Linked DNA regions of Canis lupus: region 2 is linked to region 1. The links are chromatin contacts, called in public Hi-C maps. All regions are on one chromosome and are shown on one strand. The core of a region is the stretch at or near the end of the contact, and the rest is flanking DNA. Distances in the headings are between cores, read along the strand shown. Region 1 holds the start of STRADB (STE20-related kinase adapter protein beta). Region 2 holds the start of TMEM237 (transmembrane protein 237).

Region 1 (4,163 bases), core at 272-2,771:
AAGAACAAAAAAACTTTAATTCTGTTACATTATCTATTATTTCAGAAATACTCCGAAGAAACTGACACGATTTTATGAATTGTGAGTACAAAGGAGTAGTTCCACTGAGGTGGTTTAATCCCACAGATTTCTGCTTTAGATATGCCAGATGCTTAAGAGATCATTTTACCAGACATTTTGAGGTCAAGGCAGCAGCTGCACCTGGTAAAGGGTACAGTTTGGGGGCGGGGGGGGGGGGGGGCGAGTAGATTTTCTCCTGCACGCTCTTTCACTAGATGTGAATATAAATCCTTTTTAAAGAAATCATACTTGAGGCCTGTATTTCTAAATATATTACATCAGTGTGGTCCTTTGCATTTGTATCTAACAAGCTAATTAGGGTATAAAGCTTTATAAATAATTTAAATTTGCTCCATTATAGAATAGTTCATCCAAAGACTTTAATATCAAAGGTTAACAATTTCTGTGAAAATCACAGGGCGCATTTATTTACAGAACTCGGGTTTTGAGTTAATTTAGGCATCCAGCAGAGGCTATTGTTATAGGAAACGCAAAAACAACAACAACCCCGATCTCTGCTAAGCCTTAAAATTACTGTAATTTTCAAAGGGACCTTGAGAACCCATAAAATCTCAAAAATTGCAGCGACGCACAACTCGCTATAAGATTCCCCAAACTTAGCAACATGACTCATGCTTTCAAAACAAAATCTTTCCTGAGCGCCTACTGTGCGCCACCCGGACCTGCGCTCGGCAGCCGCCGGGTCACAAAATCCTGACCAAGTTTTCAGGAAAAGGGTGTTTGGCACCACAAAGCCACGAGGGGAAAAACACGACGCTCACTTTAAATACCGGGAACAAAATGAAGCTTGAGCATTTAATTTTGTGAAGAGGCTCCTTCCTCGTCCTGCTTCGAGGAGGCGAACTCGCAGGAGGCGGCACAGAGCCGCGGCCACAGGGTGTCTCCCGCCGGGACGCTCCGCCAGGCTCGAGCTAGCGGCCCGAGGTGCCGGGTGAGGAGGCGGTGAGGAGGGGGCGGGGAGGGGGGGCGGCACCGGGGCCGCGGGCGCCCCGCGCACCTGGCAAGCGCCGCCCACCGCGAGCGCAGGTGCCGCCGCCGCCGCCCGACGGCCCGGGGCTCAGGGGCCGCTCGCCCCGCCAGCCGGACTCCAGACGCCGCCCCGCCCGCCCGCCCGCGGCCAGGGCGTGGGTTCGAGGCGGGGCGGCAAGTTCCAGCCTCGGGCTTCGCGAGGTGCGCGCGGACCGAGCCGCGCTCCCTCAGGCTCCCGACCCGGCCCGACGCCACCCCCCTCCGCCCGGCCTCCCCTCTTTACCCTGGCGGCGACCACGACCGGCGACTCTCCTCAGGAGCCCAACGGAGCGGGGCCCCACGGCCCCGGGAGCCCGGCCCACCGAGGGGGCCCTGCGAGCGCGCGGGCCGCGGGGCGCAGCAAGGCAGCGCGACCCGGCCTCGGGCTGCGGGCCTGGAGCTCTGCCCCCGCCGCGGGCAGCCCGCCCGGACTGGACTCGCCCCAGGGTCGCGGCCCCGCCTCCCGCCGCGGGGCCCGGCGGCCTCGGGGGCGGGGCCTCGTCGCTGAGGGGGCGGGACAGGCGCGCGGCGACTCCGGAGGCGGAGGGGGCGGGCGCTCGGGAAGACCACACTTCCCGGCAGGTAGTGCGCCGACGCCGCGGAGGCTGCCGGGAGAGCGGGTCTCCTCCGCTCTCCTCCGATGTGTGGGGCTGCGGAGGCGCCGGCCCCGCTGCCAAAGCAGAGTCGCCGAGTGATGATGCTGTGAAGTCGCCCTCGGTCCCTGCCACGCCCGGGCGGTTGTGGCAGCGGCAGCCGCTTCGGCTGCAGCTCTCGGGCTGCCGCCGCTTTAGACCCTATTCCCTGAGGGAGCGCGGGCGGAGGACGGAGGACGGAGGACGTCGGGCCATTCCCGTGAGTAACCTTCCCGCGCGTGACTCCAACTTGCCCTTGCCAACTTCCCCGGAAAGCAGGGGAGCCTCCCCGCCCGGAGCTCCTCCCGGTGCCCGGAGGTCACGCGCGGACATCGGAGCCGGGGGCTGGGGATCGCAGGCCTGGGTCTTCGCCGGGCTCCGCCCCGCGAAGGCTTGGTTGGGAAGTGGTTGGTTCCCCAAGTGTGGGTGCGAAGTGATGGGCGCTGGGCTCTGGTCTCCGGGTTCATCCCAGCTGCGCCTGTGAGGATCTCATCCTCTGCCGGAGAGCATCCCCTGGAACCTCCTCCCTGAGTGATGCGCAGCTTTAGTGCCTAAGCCCCGGTCACCATCTGTGATGTGAGCAAACAGAGAGGATATTGCAGAGAGCTCTTTCTATGCTCAGTTGGGTTTTTCTTGCGATTGATTTTGAGCCAGACACCACATATCCTTCAAAAGAAACGGTTCACTTTAGTGTCAGGCGTGAATAATAGATGTTGGCAGATGTCCTCTTTAGTACCAGCGTAAAGATGATCTCCCAAACATTTAAAAGAGTTCTGGGTCTAGTAATAATGGTGAACTCAGTTCATTGCCCACCAACCTTATATTAAAACCTGCATTTTCTGAGCCAGAAAAAAAAAAAAAAAAACAGAGCAGTAACTTTTCACTGGAAATTCATCAAGCTAGAATAGACCATAGGAATAAAATGACATGGACTCTTCTAGTTTTTTAAAAAATTATCTTTCAGCAAAAATTTGTCATGACCTTCACCTCTTTGCTGTAGAATTGAAAGTCTGAGTTACAGTGATCTCCAAATAGCATGTTAATAGCGTTGACGTGACACTTAAGGAATTGTGAAGGGCGTTTGGTGGTGGGAAAGGGCAGGGATGAAGACACTTTATCATCTCAGCAGTTTTTACAGCTTTCTATTTTTAAAGTTAATGTTCAACAATGTCTCAGACATTCAGCAATCACATGTACGAAAGAGAGTGGTTTGTTATTTTACAGATTTTTATTCATACGTTGAAGAAATCATAAGAAAGTACAGTATATGAGTACAAATATTAAAAGTACAAGTATTTGAGTACAGTTGACCCGTGGACAACACCGGGCTGACGAGCACCAACCCCCTGTAGAGTCAAAAATCCATATATAATTTTTGACTCCCTAGAAACTTAACCACTAATAGCCTTTTTGATCAGAAACCTTATTCATAGCATAAACAGTTGTTTAACATATTTTGTGTTATATGTATTACAATTCTGTATTCTTAGAGTAAACTAGAAAAAAGAAAATACATTTACTGTACTGTATCAGAAAACTCAGTGTCTAAGTGCACCCTTGCAGTTCAAACCCAAGTTCAAGTCAGCTGTACTTTCAGTCAGCTGGGCACACCAGTCATGAGCTCTGTGTACATTTGCTCACTTAATCGCTGCAATAACAGAGTGGGTATAATTCATTCTGACAGGTGTCCTTATAAAAAGAACTTTAGAAACAAAAAGAGACACCAAGGATGTGTGCACAGAGAAAAAAAATTATGTGAGAACACACTGAGAGGTTGGATATCTGCAAGCCTCAGAGAGAAACCAAGCTTGCCAATACTTTGATATTCAACTTCTAGCTTCCAGAACTGTGAGGAAATAAACTTGTCTCATTTAACCTACTCTGGTATTTTCTTTTTCTTTTCTTTTTTTTTTTTTTTTTTTTTTTTTACTCTGGTATTTTCTATGGCAGTCCTAACAAACTAATTCAGGGATGTTCTAGCAAAAGGAATGACATACAAAAAGCCGTTAAGGGTGCCAGGTGATTAAGTTTCATGGTAAGAAGTGTTGAGAGTTGAAGTTGGAGATTAGGCTGGGGCCATATTAGGACAATTTTGTATGAAATGCCAAGGAGCTGAACTTTATCATAAAAGGGATAGAATGGAGATGGTTTGTAGCAGAGGAAAAACATTGGATATGCATTTTAGAAAGACTACTCTGACCTTTGTGGAGTATGGATTAAAGGAGATAAGACTGGAAGCATGATCAAAATTAGGTGGAAGCTGAACTAAATATTGTCTCAGAGTATTGAAATGACAAACTAAAACATCTATTGTTAACATAAGGGAGATTTTAAAGGGCACAGCTAACCCTTAGGGCAAACATGGGAGCATTTAGGAAGAATTTGTATGCACCTCTTTGTACCTAGAAACTGGCTTTACTTTTGACATTTTGCTTTCCATAG
Region 2 (4,326 bases), core at 644-3,143, 190 kb before region 1:
TTTGAAAAAAAATTGCATCATATGTATGTAGAGTTACCTCCTTAGCTTTGAAGAAAAAAAATGTTTTGTTTTTAATGTTTTCCTTTATGTCATATAAGAATACAAACAATGTCAAGCCACTGAGTAGGAGAACCTTTCTGAGATTTCTTATGGTCTTTGTACAGTTCAGATAAAAGAGCTTCCCTAAATAAAATAAGTAGTATTTCATTTCAGAAACTGTATTTAACCTCAAGAAACTTCTGTTTTATGAAACCAGCTTTTACAAAAAGTGAAAAAGTCAGTACTTTTTCACTGACTCAGCAAGAAAAAAGGGTTAATGTACATGTTTCACATTTAACATGAAAGTTTACAGAAATGGTCCTGCCCTCATCATTTATACATCAGTCTACAAGGAAAAAAAATATTCTTCAGATCAGAGCTGTAACAATTAATTTGCCTAAAAGCCAATATCTACATCATGTCTAAATTCGGAAAGGGCAATTGACTTTAGTCCTAGAGACCCATAGATGAGAAAACCGTAAGATGAGGATGCTATTCCAAGAAGTCTTATTTTTCTTTCTTCCCTAAGTCTTAAGACTTCCAGTCAGCCGTGCTGCCCCTGTATGTCTATCTTCTACATTATTCTCTAATGTTCCCCATCCCCACACCATCCGTCTACTCCCCCAATCTCTTTCTTAAATATAAAACCAAGTATGTACATCAAAGTATTTGTAGCTCTTTTTAACTTAGTGATTATCTTCAAAACAAAAAAACAAAAAAACAAAAAAGAAAAAAATTAAACCCAACCTCCCTCCCCCCCCCCCAAAAAATCCCACCAAAGAAAATTAAGTCATTTTTAATGGTACATGAACTTGGATTTGATCTTATGTTGTGTTTTTTCTTTTTGAGAAAAAAAATTCCCCAAACTTGCTGTACAGAGATGGAGGATAAGCAAGTGGCAAACATTTTGAGAACTGCCTGTATCACTACACAGACAGACAGACACACACACACAACTAGAAGAAATCTGATATTTGTCTGGGCCCGGAGGTGGGGGTGGGGGTGGGGGTGGGGGCGGGGCATCTCTGCGCCCTACAAGGGCGGTGCACGGGATGCGCCTCTGCACCCCGTCCCCTCTATTCATGCCCAAAGCGGGGTTTACACAATTTTAACGGGTGTAGGATTCCAAACTGAATGACAGTTAACTTGGCTTCCCATACGCCACACAAGAAACCAAAGTCACGCAATAAACAAGATACAAGAGTAAGAAGTTAAAGAACCAAATACCCAGTCGGTAAGTGCCTGGTAGGGGTCCGCTCTGGGTGCCTACTACGTCCCTGCAGTACAGGGGTCTCTAGTTTGTTCAGAGATCCGTCGGAAGAAGCCGTGTCTGGAGAATCTGACAGCGTTCCACAGAAGTCCCCCCCCCCCTTTTTTAAATATTTTATTTATTTGTTCATGAGAGACACAGAGAGAGAGAGAGAGAGGCAGAGACACAGGCAGAGGGAGAAGCAGGCTCCTCGCAGGGAGCCCGATGCGGGACTCGATCCCGCATCCCCAGGATCACGCCCTGGGCTGAAGGCGGCGCTAAACCGCTGAGCCACCCAGGAATCCCCAAAGTCCTCCTTTTCAAAGGAGTTTTAATCCGTCTTTGGCCCTTCCAGACCTCTCCTGGTTCAGCGACTAGAAGTTCCCGGCTCCTCCGGGCAGCCTTGGCCTTGCCAATCGTCGGTTCCTGGTACCCAGAGCCTGTTCTGACCTCCGCGGGGTCCTTCTCGCGCACCGCCCTCGGGCCCCTCCGGGTTCCCCGCGCCCCGCCCGCTCCGGGTCCAGCCCCGCCCCCTCCGGGTCCAGCCCCGCCCCCCTGACGCGAACGCGCTGCGGGGCGGGGCTTGGCGCCCCGCAGGCAGGCGGAGGTCCGGCCCAGGAGCTGCGGCCCAGCGAGACCCTGGGGAGCCCCCCTCTCGCAGGCCCCGGAGGCCGGGTCGCGGGGAGCCAGGCGCGGGCCGCCGGCGGTTGCGCCGAGGGAGCCCCGAGGGGGAGCGCCATGAGGGCGGACTCGGGGCTTCGGCCGGAGGCCCACCCGGTGAGCGGTGAGGGGCGCTGCGGCCACGGGGCGTGGCGGAGGCGGGGGGTGCAGCCCGATCGCCTCCGCGGCTCCTGGGGCGGGGCCGCCGCCTAGGGCTGGGGCCGCCGAGGGCCGCCGAGGGCCGCCGAGAGCCCCGCTCGCCGTGCACGCGCGTCCGCCCCTCGGATGCTCACAGGATTGGACCGGAGCGGGCGATGCAAGTTCGTCCCGAGGCCGGGAGCCGAACCCCGGGAGCCAGGCGAGGACCCGGGCGTGCCGATGCCCGGGCCTGAGTGGCCACGTTGCTGTGACGACGCCTCTCTGCTTAGCCTTCCGGGCCCCTGGGTGCCCCGGGGCTGCCAGCTAGGCCTCTCCTGCGGACTCCTCCCGGAGGGCCTCTAGCCACCCAGGGAGGAGACCGCAGTTTCCTGGCGGAGACCATTGATCATGGTCTTTCCCCACCGCCCTCGAACAAATCCCTGCAACCACTCGGAAACCATGAGCAGAACCGTGGTTGTTGCCCCACGCCCGCTGGAGTCTCTCTTCCCGGGCATGTCAGCCCCCCACGCCCACGGCCCCCTTTCCGCAGGGCTGCACTGCAAAGGCCCGACCGGCCCCCGCCCCCCCCCCCCGCCGCGTCCTGCAGGGAACCGGCTGAGTGTCCGCCAGGCCCGGGCGGCGCAGGCCGATGACGCACGGCGCCTGCGCGCGGCGGCCCGGGCGGGAGCCAGCCGGGGACAATAGCGAGCCGGCCGGGGGGCGGGGCGGGGCGGGGCGGGAGCCGGCCGGGGGGCGGGGCGGGAGCGGACTGCGAGCTCCCGGCTGCGAGCTCCCGGCGCGCGGCCGCGGGGAAGCCCGGCGTTGGACGCCATGGGAAAGAAGCAGGTGGTAAGCCAGCCTCGGTTCCGTTTGAGTCTCTGGGATTTTGTGTCCGGTGGAGCCCTCCGACTCTTGAGGAGCCGGAAGGTCGGCGGTGACACGTCATTTTCGCGGGAGTTTTGAAAACGTGCAAGCGTCGTGTGACCCGAAGCCTTGGGCAGGACGCGATCCGTAGCCGCCTGACGGTGGCTCTTTCCTGGACTATTGCTCTTTCCCGGTGGTGAGGTTCATCACTGGATAGTGTTGAGACAGCCTGCTGTGTCCTGATCTCGTAGCATTTGTATTAATACGCTGACCGCATGGATCGCTAAATGGGACGGTCGTAGAACCAACGAAAAAGAAAAAGTGTCTAAAAATGTAAACCCTTTTGAATCAGTGTCCCCTGCAAGCAGCATGAGACACTTGCAACATTAAACTGATTTCGAGACATTGCTGATAGTATTTTATTTTGAAAGATTCCAGAATGCGTCTCAACTGTAATCTCTCTGAATGGCAAACACAACTTTTCTTACCATTTGTTAAGTTTTTTGTTTTTTTTTTAATTTATTTTTTAGGGACGCCCGGGTGGCTCAGCGGTTTAGCGCCGCCTTCAGCCCAGGGCGTGACCCTGGAGACCGGGGATCGAGTCCCACGTCGGGCTCCCTGCGTGGAGCCTGCTTCTCCCTCTGCCTGTGTCTCTGCCTCTCTCTGTGTCTCACAAATAAATAAATAAAATTTTTAAAAATGAATTTATTTTTATAAGGTTTTTTTTTTTTTAATTCTCTCTGCCCCAAAATGCAGTCTCATACTGTATTCAGAGTGATTTTATCTTATTTTTTTTTTAAGTATGTTGCTATGTGGTTTAAAACCTCCCTTGGCTTCCCACTGAATTAAAATAAAACCTGGACACCTTTTTGTCTTTTTTTTTTTTAAGATTTTATTTATTCATGAGACACACAGAGAGGCAGAGACACAAGCAAAGGGAGAAGTAGGTTCCATGCAGGGGGCCCGAGGTGGGACTGGATCCCAGGCCTTCAGGATCAGGCCCTGGACTGAAGGCGGTGCTAAACCCCTGAGCCACCCGGACTGCCCCCTTTTTGTCTAAAAAGAGCCTAATTAATTAATCTGGCCCCTGCCTGTCTTGATAACTATGCTACAGCCCTACCCGGCTTGCTTCTTTTATCTGAAACCGTTTCTCCTAAAAGGCTTTGTATTTGCTCCCCTTTATCTCTTTTCTTCTTTCTTGTTCAGGTCTCAGCTCGGAAGTCTGAGAGACTTTCTGTAACTAAAATAGCACTCCACATTCTCCCTCATTTGTGTGTGTGTGATCTTCTAATACTTAACCACTAGAATGGAAGTTCCATAAAAGCAGGGATTTCTGTTTTGTTCTTTAGTGCATCTGTAGTACTTAGAACAGAGCC

Evidence for each region. A called contact is a pair of places that touch in the nucleus more often than the background predicts.
Region 2: a Hi-C map of blood shows a contact between it and region 1, with 2.2 times the contacts expected there. The contact joins the promoter of TMEM237 here to the promoter of STRADB in region 1. A contact is called at or near these places in 2 of 9 Hi-C or Micro-C datasets (amygdala and blood).

What each region holds. Positions count from the first base shown.
Region 1 is chr37:10,376,805-10,380,967 of UU_Cfam_GSD_1.0, reverse strand. It overlaps STRADB (STE20-related kinase adapter protein beta), which reads right to left and starts at 1,521. Exons shown (of 12, transcript XM_038585370.1): 1 at 1,334-1,521. TRAK2 (trafficking kinesin-binding protein 2) reads left to right here and starts at 1,673. Exons shown (of 17, transcript XM_038585356.1): 1 at 1,673-1,941.
Region 2 is chr37:10,565,549-10,569,874 of UU_Cfam_GSD_1.0, reverse strand. It overlaps TMEM237 (transmembrane protein 237), which reads left to right and starts at 1,893. Exons shown (of 12, transcript XM_038585374.1): 1 at 1,893-2,065. The coding sequence starts at 2,027. It overlaps MPP4 (MAGUK p55 subfamily member 4), which reads left to right. Exons shown (of 19, transcript XM_038585900.1): 19 at 1-492.